Regions from separate parts of the Drosophila melanogaster genome. Here region 2 is linked to region 1. Evidence: chromatin contacts called from public Hi-C data. All regions are on one chromosome and are shown on one strand. The core of a region is the stretch at or near the end of the contact, and the rest is flanking DNA. Distances in the headings are between cores, read along the strand shown.

What was found. Hi-C and Micro-C count contacts between places; a contact is called where the count stands out from the background.
Region 2: a contact with region 1 is called in a Hi-C map of the Kc167 cell line, with 2.7 times the contacts expected there. A contact is called at or near these places in 1 of 107 Hi-C or Micro-C datasets (the Kc167 cell line) and 1 of 7 datasets of targeted methods (the Kc167 cell line).

The regions. Positions count from the first base shown.
Region 1 is chr3R:21,852,814-21,859,246 of dm6, forward strand. It overlaps glec (gliolectin), which reads right to left and starts at 3,453. Exons shown (of 2, transcript NM_079719.3): 1 at 2,587-3,453. The coding sequence starts at 3,106.
Region 2 is chr3R:24,570,466-24,576,939 of dm6, forward strand. lncRNA:CR46094 (long non-coding RNA:CR46094) reads left to right here and starts at 3,305. Exons shown (of 1, transcript NR_133443.1): 1 at 3,305-3,839. It overlaps REPTOR (Repressed by TOR), which reads right to left. Exons shown (of 5, transcript NM_170151.2): 2 at 5,999-6,053.

The sequences.
Region 1 (6,433 bases), core at 2,203-4,702:
AAAAGCGCAACAAGTGAAATAAGCCTACTTTCTGGACGATACAAACGTGTTCCTTAAACTCGAAGCCCCCCGAGAAAGAGAATGGAAATGGCTGGCAGCCAAAGAGTCGCGCTGCTTCTGGCGATATAATCAAATGTACAGTTATAGAAAATTATAAGCCAGCGACAAAGAACGTCAAGCGAAACAGAGGAGAAGAAGCAGAAAGGAAGGAAAAACGGCAAAGCGATCAAGTCCATTGTAAAAAGCAGGTGTTGAGAAAGAGAAAGGGGGAGTGTGAGGGCGGTAGTGCGTTTACCGTTATCATTATAAGCACGAAGCTCCAACTAGCTCTGTCTCGCTCCATCTTGCACAACAAAAAAAAAACGCGTTTTGTTTACGAAATGTGTGTAGAGAGAGAGGCGGCGATGAAAACAAAGAACTCACATTATAAATATTTATGTGGGAGCCCAAAAGAGAGTTTCTGAATGCATAATTAGAAAACATAAATTTAGGGGAATATCACACACATTTTTGGGGCGTGGCGAAGAAGGCCAAGCAAAACATAATCACGAAAGTCAAATAGACCGCTTAGAAAACTTAATTTACGTGGTAAAAAATCCACACATGCAAATGATAATGAAGATGCTGTAAATTGTTAGTAAAAATATGCAAAATACCGTAATATGAATTATCATATCATAGGAATATGTATGCATTTCCTATAGCGCGCCAACTGGGTGGTAAAAGTACAGTGGTGATCAAAACATAGCAAAAAAGAATATAAACAAGATAGGAATAAAGGCCGAGATAACAGAACTTTTGTCTAATTGATTTGTTTTTGTTCGCTTCGCTTTTCGACCCGTTTTTGGACCTGCCACACAGTACAACAAAACACAACATTTGGCGCTGCTGTACTTACGCGAATTGCGTTCGTTGGTGTGTGTGACCTTCACGACGAGTTTTTGAAAAACATCATCAACGTGCGTGCGTAGTTACTACTACGCATAATAACGCACACACACTCGCACACGCAGAAAGCTTATCAGCGAAGACGACTAAAAATAAACACGAAAATAATAAGTTCGCGCCAAAAACCAGCAGACAAACAGAGAGAGAGAGAGAGAGAGAGAGCGACGACTCTGACTCTCTCGTCTTTCTTTGATAATGCATAAGTGTGCGTGCGTTTGTGTGGAAGTGGGATGACGTCGTCGTATAAGAGCTGTGGTTTTCCTCTGGTTGAGATTGCGTTTGTCGTTGTGGGTGCGGCCTTTTCAACTAACTAACACAACTACAGTGAACTCATGTACAGTCGCAGGTCTGTGTAGCTCATTTTTTGTTTTTTTATTTATTTTTTTTTTCTGTGTCGAAACTGCAGCAGGAATAAAAACAACAATCAAGAAAACCAGAAGGCGTTGATTTAAATTTAATTGAGGCCTCTCAATTAATTGCCTTTGCATTTTACTCATCTCATATTCACTTTTCAGCTGCAATCTCTTTTCGCAAAATATGGAAAGATTTTTGGCGCGCGATTGTTATTCAACAGTTTTTATTTTTTGTTTAGCTTTTTCGCTTTGACACACTGCCAAACCAAAGACAAACTGGAGACCAGCTCTCTTTCTTCCCAGCTCTCCCTCTCTCACTGAATGCCACGCTATCGGCGGAATATCAGCGTAAAGTAAAGCAATAATAATAAGCCAAAAATTAAAGGTACAGTCGAACGTCCATAAGTGATGCTTAATATAAACAAACTGGTAAGTTTTTTTTAATAGCGTTCATCTTAAATCTATTATTAGATAACAATGGACTGCATTAATAGTCCCTTGTCTTGTTGCTAAAACTTAAGGCAATAGTCGTAGAAACTTGTACTGAATCTTTAAAATTTCATAATACAATGATTTTGAATACATTTATTATTTCAAATTATTTGAAATTAGAGAAATTTATTCGAATTCGATTAAGCAATGGGGCCAAACAATAATACTTTTTTGAGTTTTCTGTTATTCATCAGATATGTAAATGTATCCCAATTCACTTTCGAGTAACCAAAGAGATAAATCCCTACGCACGTGAATGAACGAACAAAGAATCGGAAAAACTAGCCAAAATAAAGAGAATAAAAACTGGTAGGAAAGAAGTGACAATAAGAATCGACGCAGAAGGGGAAAAACGAAATTAGGAAAATCAGAAAATAAGGGTGGTTTTTTTTTTCAACTAAGGGGAGGAATTTTATAAGGGTGACGACTGTGGCAAAGGACGAGCACAAAGCAGAGACTGCAAGAGGAAGGAACAACGGAAAATGCAACTAAAATCAGGTGTCTGCTTATTGGATCATCTATATAAGAAGTACATGGGATCTTAGTAAATAGAACATACGTACAAAAACCGAGGAAATGTATGAGATAATTCGAAGGAGACTTTTTTAATTTTAGAGATTTCACTATATTCTGATTCTGCTCTGATTCTTTGGGAAAATTTAACAATAACTTGAAAGTATATTAAACTTAATAACTTGGAACCAAAGAGTAATCATTATTCGTATATTTTGAGCAAGCACCCAGCGTTTCAGGTGAAACAAAAACATGCAAATCATGGAAAAAAAAAACCTACCTTTGAGGCCTTGTGGCTGCCTCGCATATGGCTTTTGGCCATGTCGCGTGCAGTTGGCCAAATCCGCACTGCCGTTGCTTTTTTTGCGATCGCTTTCCGGGCATTTCTGAAGGATCAGCTTTGCGCTGGCGGAGATCTGGGCGGGAGTCAGGGCCATGCCCCTCGGCGCTTGGCTGACTGCCTTTGGATTGCACTCATCGGCATCGGTGCTGGATATCGTCCTTGAGGTCGGATACCGCATTCCGCGCAGGACCTGACAATGGGCATCCGTATCAGCATCCGCATCCGTATTCGCATCCGCATCCCGATTAGATTCCAGCTGGATGTCATATCCGTAGCGTTCCTTAACGTATAATCTCTGCGTGTGCTGCTCCTGGGCCAACAGCTGATCGATATTCGAGTCCCCGGGAGCGTTATTGAATAGGTTCCGACAGATTCTCTTCTTCTCCGATGCGCTGGGCGGTGGGCGTGGCACGGGGGCGGCGAGAAATGGGCCCAGGGCCATTGGCGGACACAACATGGCTATGGTTTTGTATAACTTGTTTTCTTTGTTTAAACTTTAGGTATTTTTGCACTTTTTGGTTTATTGCTTTTGAAGTATTCTCGCTTTGTTTCTTCTTTCCGCTTTCACTTGAACTTTCACAGCGATCACTGCGCGAAACTCACGTACGCATTTTAGGCATTGCAATTGCAGTTTAAATCGGTTTTCTATCGCTGGCGAATTTGTTGTATGCGTTTCTTTTTCTGTATCGTAGAGAGCTAGCTGAACTTTACGACTTTCACGCGAGCCAAAGAGAGCGAAAAGAACGCAGCTGGAGCAAACGCAAGCGACCGAATTGGTGGAGAGTCAAAGACTGAATCGCGCAGAGACCAGGGATTCAGCAAGTTATATAGCTTATATGGCGCAGTGTGACCAGTTGCTCCCGCATCGATAACGCTTTACTTTCGCTTTTGGCCCGCCGAAACGGTCACTCTGCGCTCTTTCGTGACTCTCTTCAGCATTTTTACGCTCTCTTACATTTGGGTATCATTAACATTAGGGTGAAATGCACAGAAAAACATACTTGAAAGTGATCTAGAAAATATTTCAAAAATTATACATCGAAGCTATAATATTCAATATGCTTATAATATATGTTTATTTCCATAAAAATTGTTTCCTAGCACCGCTATTGCACTTTTAACTGCAGCAGTTTTGAGAGGTGGCGCGAGTAGGGAACATCTCTGGCTACTGAGATGACGTCATAAATTACATTTACTTCCTTGATGTTCAAATGAATTGAAGTGAAATTTTAGAAATTTAAAATTAAGAAAAATATCATATCTCCAAGTTCGTATTTTTTTTTTTACTCAAGGTTGGCCATCAAACTGAATTGCATTGCAAGCAAACATATGATGAATTCCAAGTAGTTTATAAATTAAATCGATGACATCATAACACCCAATTTGAGATGCCAACATGCAGTACCTCAAACACAATGCCACACCTCACTATTAAATGTATCCCATGCAAATAGAGATTCCTAGCTCAGAATAATGCAGTTGCTCATCTTATACTTACGATATTTACATGTAACAATTACGGAAAGTGAATCCGTTTTTTGTGTGCCAATTATAGGCCGTGTAAATACAATTAGTTATGCTAGGGACTGCTGGCTCGTTGCTATTTACCTCGCACAAATACTGAGCTAAACGCTAACTAACTGATATGTTAGCGCGTTTTGGGCCCTAACTCAAGGTCGAGTCGGGCTTCATGCGGCATTAAACGGCCTAATTGGCGGCCAGACGTGGCTAGAACAAATTGCCAGCGACAGGAATACGAAAAATTCAAAATAGTCAACAAAAAATCATAAACAACTTTCGCGCCTGCGGCGGCAATTCAAGCGTATCTCGAACAAACGAAAGTGAAAACCGCATAGAAATAGAGGTAGTAGGTTGTAGTAGTGGTATTGGTAGTAGTAAATAATGTGGACCACAAGTCATTTCAATTTCAATAATGCTGAGTCAGCCGAACCGATAAACTGGCCCCCACTCCACTGGTGGTTGGTTAGGAGGCGCAGCTGGTGTTACCTCGAATCGGAGGAGTCTTCAGGCCCATTTCGTCTGGCTCTTTGACCGATTAGTCATTTTAAAGAGTGCCCCGGACAAAGGACGCGCCCAAAGGATTGCGATTTATTATTGTTTTCAGGCGTACAGTGGGCCCTCGCAAAGGGATACAGATGGTGTCTGTATTGGCTTTATAAGCTTTTATAAGAATTTTCGCCAGAATGAATAAATGTTTTTCTTTCTTATCATCTTCATATGTAGTATCTGCTTTACAAACAAATGTATTGTTTCTAGAAGGGATACCAATTGAATATATTCCTAGATATATTACTGCAGATTATTCACTTATTACTTTCATGTATCGAACTAAATAAATCTCAGCAACTCTTAGTAAAAGTTTCGCGTTTCCGGAGATTACTGTATAGAAGATTGATATCCCTTCCTCATATATTTTTTGGCGCGATGTCCAATTCGGATTGGCAACTACCTGCTCGCGAGGTGAATGAGGGGTTGAGGATCGGATGGGATGGGATGGGATAGGATCGGATCGGATCGGGTGGATCGGTGGCACAGGTCGTGTCAGAGTAGGTCTGTGCAAAAACCAACCCTCGCGCCAAAAAATCCACATAATGACGTGGCACTCGAGAGGGTAACAATGCAGTTGGAAATGTGTGAAAGTTTCAAAAGAGATTTCCATTCTACCATTTCAACAACTGCGATTCAGCTTTGTTTTTTTTTTAATATCTCGTAGCTGCGCTGATTTTTCACTGTCGAATGCATGTCGTCGCGTATATTTGTATCTTTCAGATGTTTTCTGGGTACGTGTCTGGGTCTACTGATGGGCTACTTTTCCGTCGTCACTTCCGCCGCACGCATCTTGTCTGCGAAAAACTCAAGCTGTTTTCCGCCGACTGGCTGGCAGAAATTAGTTTATGGGCCACGTACCATGTAACCCCGGCTCAAAAGGTCAGAAACCATTGAATGATAATGAAATGAATGAACCCAGGAGCCAACGCAACCGATCAATGGAACTGTCGCACGCGCTGCGCATAAGGTTAACTGCTGTTTTAGTGTCGGAACGTAACGCAGGGAGTTTGAGATACACCGAGGTTTTCGTCGTTTTCCGTCCGTGCTGACGTCACGTTCGTCTAATTAATAAATGAACTCATTAAGTAGTAGCCCGGGCTGTGTCCCCTCATTTCTGCTTTCTCCTCCCCCTGCCAGATGTTTTCTTTTCCATTTCATTTGTTCTTGCTGTGTGTGCAATATGCAATATGGGCGCGCGTGGCAGCAACAACAACTGCAGATCCGGTCGCTTGAAATAAATCTAGCAGATACTTTGTTTGCACTGCCACAAATTGTGCATATATTATGGCGCCCAAAAACTTTGAACTTCAGAATTAAAAGAATTCGATTTGCCAAACTTAGTTATTTCCAATGGAATATAAGCAGACAATTAAATTCGTTGAAATCAGTGCGTTGTGGTTTAGTGAGTCATAAAAAAGTGAGGATGGGGTTTACGAATTAGTCGACAAATGCTACGTTGAACTGTCTTGATAGCAAGCATAATCAGGGATTAGAAATTTATTTGCGGTATTGATATATGTATGCATATGTATGTATTTATTTCCGTATATCGTCGAAGCAAGCCCGCTATTTAAAGTGATTTAGGTGGGGTGAGATACATGTATGTACATATATCTATATGTATGCATAAGATAGGGTTGTCTTTAGGAAGTTTGGGGCATGCGATTTTCCTCGTCTTTGAAATGCCTCACAAACGCGCACTCATACAAATGGG
Region 2 (6,474 bases), core at 2,055-4,554, 2.7 Mb after region 1:
ATAAAAAAAAAAAAAACGAGGGAGAAAAAAGAAGACAAGATTCATATTTTTGTATCCCAACGAATTCCATGGCCCCGTGGGGACTCTTTTGATGCCCAAAAGATTCTGTTGACGCGACAGGAAATGCTTAACTTAAGCCGCTATCAAGTCGCCTATACACAGTGTGCTCGATACATAAATAATACTCGGAATGTTTATAGGTTTATGTGCTATACTATGCTCTTTTATTGTTGTTGTTTTGTTTGACTCGAATTTGGTTTGGTTTAGTTTTTTTTTTTTCGCCTTTGTGGGTCTCACATTTCAAAGGGCAGGCTAGATTTTGTTGTTCAAGTTTTCGGTTTCTATGTTGGGGATAGTGGGGATGTGGCTGTGTGGATGGAGCCCCTTTTTGGGCTTAAGTTAATTTTTTAATTGGTCTGCGATCATAAATTACCAGTGTGTCGGCTTAGGAAAGTGGGGTGAGCGCAGCTATGGGGGCTACATACAAATTGTACTTCGCTGCATTAGAAAGTTGTAAACATTGAGGATTTATGCCGATCCTATGACAACACTACAAATATTTCTTTCGACTGTTTGAACCATTAAGTTCAAACATGATCATAAATCAAATTTTTAGTCCAATTAATAGATGTTTCTCGGTAAAATAAATCTTGTTAAACCTTCATGCATTCCTTACAGAATATCCTTATCATGAACAGCACGATTATATAAATAGCATATAAATTTTTATGTTTGGATTAAACTTCTTCATTCTGCATCCCCTCTGTCGTTTAAAAGATATTTAAACATTTTTTAATACACCTATTTATGTGTATTCGTACCCACCTTATTTGTTTTTTTTCGTTTTTACACCTCGTTGCGTATAAACAAGTCAGAAAATGATGCTGTGATGATTTGTTGTAAAAGCGTTTTTAAATTACTTCCTCGAAGATTTTCAATTAAATGCACACGGTTTAAACAAATCCCTCTCGCGGTGTTTACAAATTAATTGATATTGTATTTTTGTTTAATTTTTCCTCATCCACATCCTCGTTTTCGCTTTTCGTTATTAATTATTATGCATATGGTGCGGTCCACGTTTATATGTAAATTTCATTGTTATTTCATGCGTGAGTGTGAGTTGTTTTTTTAACTAGGTCACACATGTAGCGATTAAGACGAAAATTTATTTATAATGAAGCACATTTGTAGTATATCTCATCCGAAGCACAGCACACCAAGCCAAACACACTCGGTTTGCTACATACACGAATTTTGATAAGCGGGGAGAAATCTTATCAGTGGCGACAAAGTTGGTGTTAATTTATTATTTGTATTATTCCGTACTGCGGGTTGCGGCACTCAATAATTTTTGTTGAAACTCGCTTCTAAATTAATGGCAAAAATTTACAACAAATTCTGATTAGCTTTGTTTGCTTTTTCAGCTACTTTATTCGCTTCGGATTGTTGTCAATTTTGCGGTTTCGACCGAGCAGCTGAGCGGCAAGCGAACAACTGATCGATGGAAGAGAGAGCGGAGCCTAAACTTGGGGCTTTTTGCTCTCTCTGCGCTCTCTGTATTTTATTTTTGTTCTTTTTGTTTTGGAGTGGGGTTCTAATAAGAATTTATATACATATATGTACGCACACAACAATATACACGTTTATATTATTCGGTAGGCGAATTCCAAAGCATTCGTCAAGTTTGGCAGCGTTTATGTTTGTTGGTTTATTTATTTATGCAAATTGGTATGGTTTTTTATGTCGTTGCCTCGGAAACTAGTTCGTTTCGTTAAATGCGGCTATTTCAAAAAACTTGTTTCTATTATGACAAATCTATTGGTTTTTCGGTTTTCTGATTTATTTCAATCTTCTCGGTACGCGTTAATTGTTTTCCTTCTCTCTTTTATTTTGATTATAACACTTTTTGTGTGCATGTGTGCTTTTATGTGCTGCCCAATACACTGGTTTTGTATTCTGGAGTCTCTTTAACGTTTTGTTGGATTATTTTTGTTGGTCTGCGCTCGTCAAACGTTCTTGACCGATTGATAAAAAGTGTGCAAAGCTCGGCGACAAAGCCAAAAAGCAGAGCGCCAAAAGCTCTCCAATCGCTTTTGTTTTGATTGTACAGCTGGAAGAGAGAACACGGAAAAAAACCGGTCCCTACATTAAATTAAAAGAATATTTTTTTAAGTGGTATGCAAAACCAAGATAGTTTTTGTTTTCATTTAATAAAATTACACATTGGTATTAAATATTTTTTTCGGTGTGAGTAGCGCAGCTTATGAGAGCGCATGCCCCACCATCTCTCCCACTCACACACCTAACGAATGTCTGTTGCTTCTTTCACTTCGTCTTTTCCATTTTGGAGAGAGAGCAAGAAGAGGGGAATAAGAGAGGCGGAACAAAAAGCTCGAGTACAGTCTGTTGTTTTGGTTTTTATTATTCTTCTGCTTTTTGCATTTGATTATTAAATAAATTCATTTACAAAGCTTTTCCGCCACTCTCTCCTTCTTCCCTTACCTCTCTTGTTTCCTCTTCCTATCACCCTCTATTTTGACGTCACTTTCGTTGTTTACTTCAGCTTGTTTTCCCTTTTCTTGCACATTCGCCGCCGTTGTTGTTGTTCTCGTTCGGTCTTTTTTATGCAAATTTTTGTTATGAAATTGTCTGGCGCTTTGATTTCGATTTGATTTTATTTTTCGCCAGTGTAAAAATAAACTTGTTTACAACAATCGAAAAATACAAAATACTATAAGTATTTTGCCATTGCAGAATTAAGTAAAATTGCAAGCAATAAAAGAAGCAGAATGCGCGCGTTTTTCCTCGCTGACGTTGCACTTTTTTTTGCACACGATCTTTATTAGTTTGTTTATAACAAAACGAATCAAGAGATCGCAAAAACAGCAGTATCAATTCAACTTCTGAATCCACCGCCTATCACTTGGATTCTTTTAGATACTTTTGTATCTCATTTCTGCGATCGATTTGTCTGAGTTTCCTGTGAACTTCTCGGATATTTTCAGCTGATGAAATTATGCCCCATTAAAGAGTAATGCGATACAGCTTAGTTGGCATTATGAACGTGGAAAACTGAAACTTCAGCGGATATATTTTACTCGGCTTTTATCAGGTTGGGTTTTTGTTTATATTATATTGAATTCTGATAAAATCGTTATTTGTTTATATTTCAACTGGTGATAAAAGCATACTAGGAATTCACTGATTTCCCTGAATTCCCATTTCGGAATTAATCAGAACTGTCAATCATAGCCTTGTATGATGTATGTATGTGTGATGTATGTCATTTATGTACATTTAATATATTCAAGAATTCTTCATAGATAAACCAACTTCAAACTGCATTTATTTTTGTAACTTCCAAGGACCCACTGAAATTTATTACCTTAAAGATACCAGGCAACATGAAGGGTCTGCAAATTCGATTAAATTAAATTTTAGCGACACATAATGGAAATTCTGGACAGGAGAGGAAAATAACCAACTGACGCACGGAGTTACATGTGTATATTTGTTATTTATACAGTAGCTGCTGTGGCAGAAAATCACGACCATGTCCTTGAATACGAAATTGCGACCCAACTTGCAGAGGGAACGCCAAGGATACGTAGGGAGCAGCAAGGATAACAGCCCGATCCCACGCTCTGTTTAACACCCTCAACCGCCACGACAAAAGCACAAATTGTTTATACGTACATATATACAGCTGCGGTGAAAATAATAGCACCGGAAGTGCAGGGATTTAGGATATAGATAAAAATAGTTCTTATACAAAAGAAAGAAATTGTAATTTATGTACAGTTAATTAGTTAGTATTTTTGAAATAAACCTTTTAATTGAAATCTTGTTATTTCCAAAATTTCATTTATAATTGTTCAATATAAAATTGTCCGTTTAAGTAAGCTTTACATAGAAAATCGTTTTATATCATTTTCATATCGTTTTCATTTTCATATCGTTATATTTGTGACCTCGACTGTATTTATCCCTGTTCAAGGAGGCATGTAGAATGATTTTCAAGGACGTGGGCGCCGGCATTTGAGTATTTACAATATATATTCCCGATACCCGACGCCGCCTACGTAACAAAGTGGGATTAGATACATACATAGCTATGTATGCATTTGTATATGTACATATGTACTTTAGGGATGCGTGGGCTTTACGATTCGGGTTCCATGGGATCGAAGCTCCACACTTTCACTTTCGCTTTTCCTGCGCCAAAGTTCAAGGCAGTGCAAAGCTTCGAAGACCTTGAATAGCTTTTTTTCTTCCTTTTTTTTCGTGGGCGTTGTCCTTCGTCGGCGATTTCAATGGTCGTTTCCCCACACAATCCACAATCTTATTTATGCATAGGCGCGAGTTTTCCGTTCGCTGTGAATTTTGACCAATTCGGAAGCACGCCAAGGCATAAATAATCCCTTATTAATTAATTAGATTTTGGGCCGCGTATCCCTTTTTCCACAAGGCCATGTGACAACGCCCAGAGCTTTGGTTTAAGCCTTTCGCTAAGCTTCCCGGCGAAAGGCTTTCTCGCGAATCGATGTTGTTTTTGTTATGAATAAGCAGAAGCACAACAAAAATGCCAACCGCAGACTGTCAAGGACAGTGGGCGTAAAGTGGGCGAACCGAGTGGGCATCACCGAGATGTCCTTCCGAACTCGAGCATTTCTGCGTCGTAATTTTCCAGCACAGCAGCGGGAAAATGGCGAAAATCCACCCCCAAGGTTTTGGTTCATTCTCTTTGCCATCTTTTTATTTCTCTCTTTTTTTGTTGTTGTTTTTATGGGGGCTAGCCGGCTGGTGTGCGTACACAAAGTCTATACACTGATGCAGTCCTTACAGATATCCCCACAGCCCCACATCCCCGCATCCACATCCACATTCAGCGGAGACGTTGTTGTGACGCGTATCGATTTGTTTATGTTTATCAAATGGAAATTGGCACAAGGGGCCCCAGACGAGGCAACACCTCATTTCTAGGGCTAAATAACAATGGCACATTTCTGCACCACGCAGAATCATGCGTGGGTGTCAATATGTTTTCTCATTTTCTCTTGGCCACCCCCAGAAAACTTTTCCACTTTCTCCCCATTTTGGTCGCTACTAATTTTCACTCATTTAATAATGTTCAAACTGTTCAAACAAAGGGATTCGAATTTCACAGTATTCCAGGAAAATCAATTAAATTACCCCATCTTTGGCGAATCAAAAAAAGTATGAATAAATAATCCGTCGGATGATGTCAAAGTAGAGTCATAACTTCCTTTCCATGGAATCAATAGAATCATTTAAAAAGGGCTAAGCTGCACAATTTAATCCCTGCTAAAATCGTACCACTTTGCTAAACGTGATTTCACTGGACTTTTTAGATTTTCGATGAGCTATATACGTCCACCAGTAGCTCAAATAGAACGCTTGCTCACATGCACGCGGCATGTGATGGGGAAAGCATTTAGCAATTTGCTAGCTTGTATAAACAATTTTTTTCCCATTTTCCTTAGCTCGTTTTTTTTTTTTTGCTGATTTGCAAGCTACACGTTCATTGGCCCCAACAGCAACAACAAAGTGTGCTGATAAAAAATAATAACAAAATATATACATGTACAAAAATAAGACTGACAGCGCATTCAGCACAACTAAGCATTTATTTTGGCGGTATACTAGAAGAAAAAAAAAAGCCAAGACCATTGACTCTATTTTCCCGAAGACCAACTCAAGTCAAGTTCAGGGCCAATCGCCAATCAGTTGCTACTACTACTCATGGCTATATTTTCTGGTTTTTGTGGAGAAACATGGTTGGACCACTGGACATTATCTAATATAGCACGTCACCACCCATGGGGAAAAGTATAAATAACCATGGACAAAAAGCTCAAGTCTAAATATAATCAATTTAATAAATTAAGTTGTCAACGAATGAAATATGTGTTTATATATTCATGACTTATGTTTACAATAATTAAGGTACCCAAGAAATCGTAGCATCAAAACTTACCTCACTAATTACTTTGGCAATTTTTCAAAATGCAATGCACTATTTAAATGCCAACCTGCAAATGGAAACAAAGAAAACCGTATTTAAATATCAAAGCTAAATGTAATTTGCATTTATACATGGAAAGAACAAAGTGCGAAATGAGTTAGGCACACTAATGGAGAATAGCGAAATATTTAGTTTTCTATATTAATAACTTTTAGCTGTTTGGTTCAATGGTTGCAGACGACGTCGGCGATAGCATGTAATATATATAATATATATATATAGATATATATGCTCATTAATATTCGCATATATAGCATGCATGCTATATGTTTGACAATGCGGAAGTTGTTGAAATTATACCAAATCCAAAGCGAAACAAAGAGAACTGCAGACGGGCAGATATAAAATGGTTGCACTCTGTCTGCCGCCTGCAAGTATTTGCAGTTTAGCAACAAGGCAGCGAGACATGGATCGTGTCTCTATATATG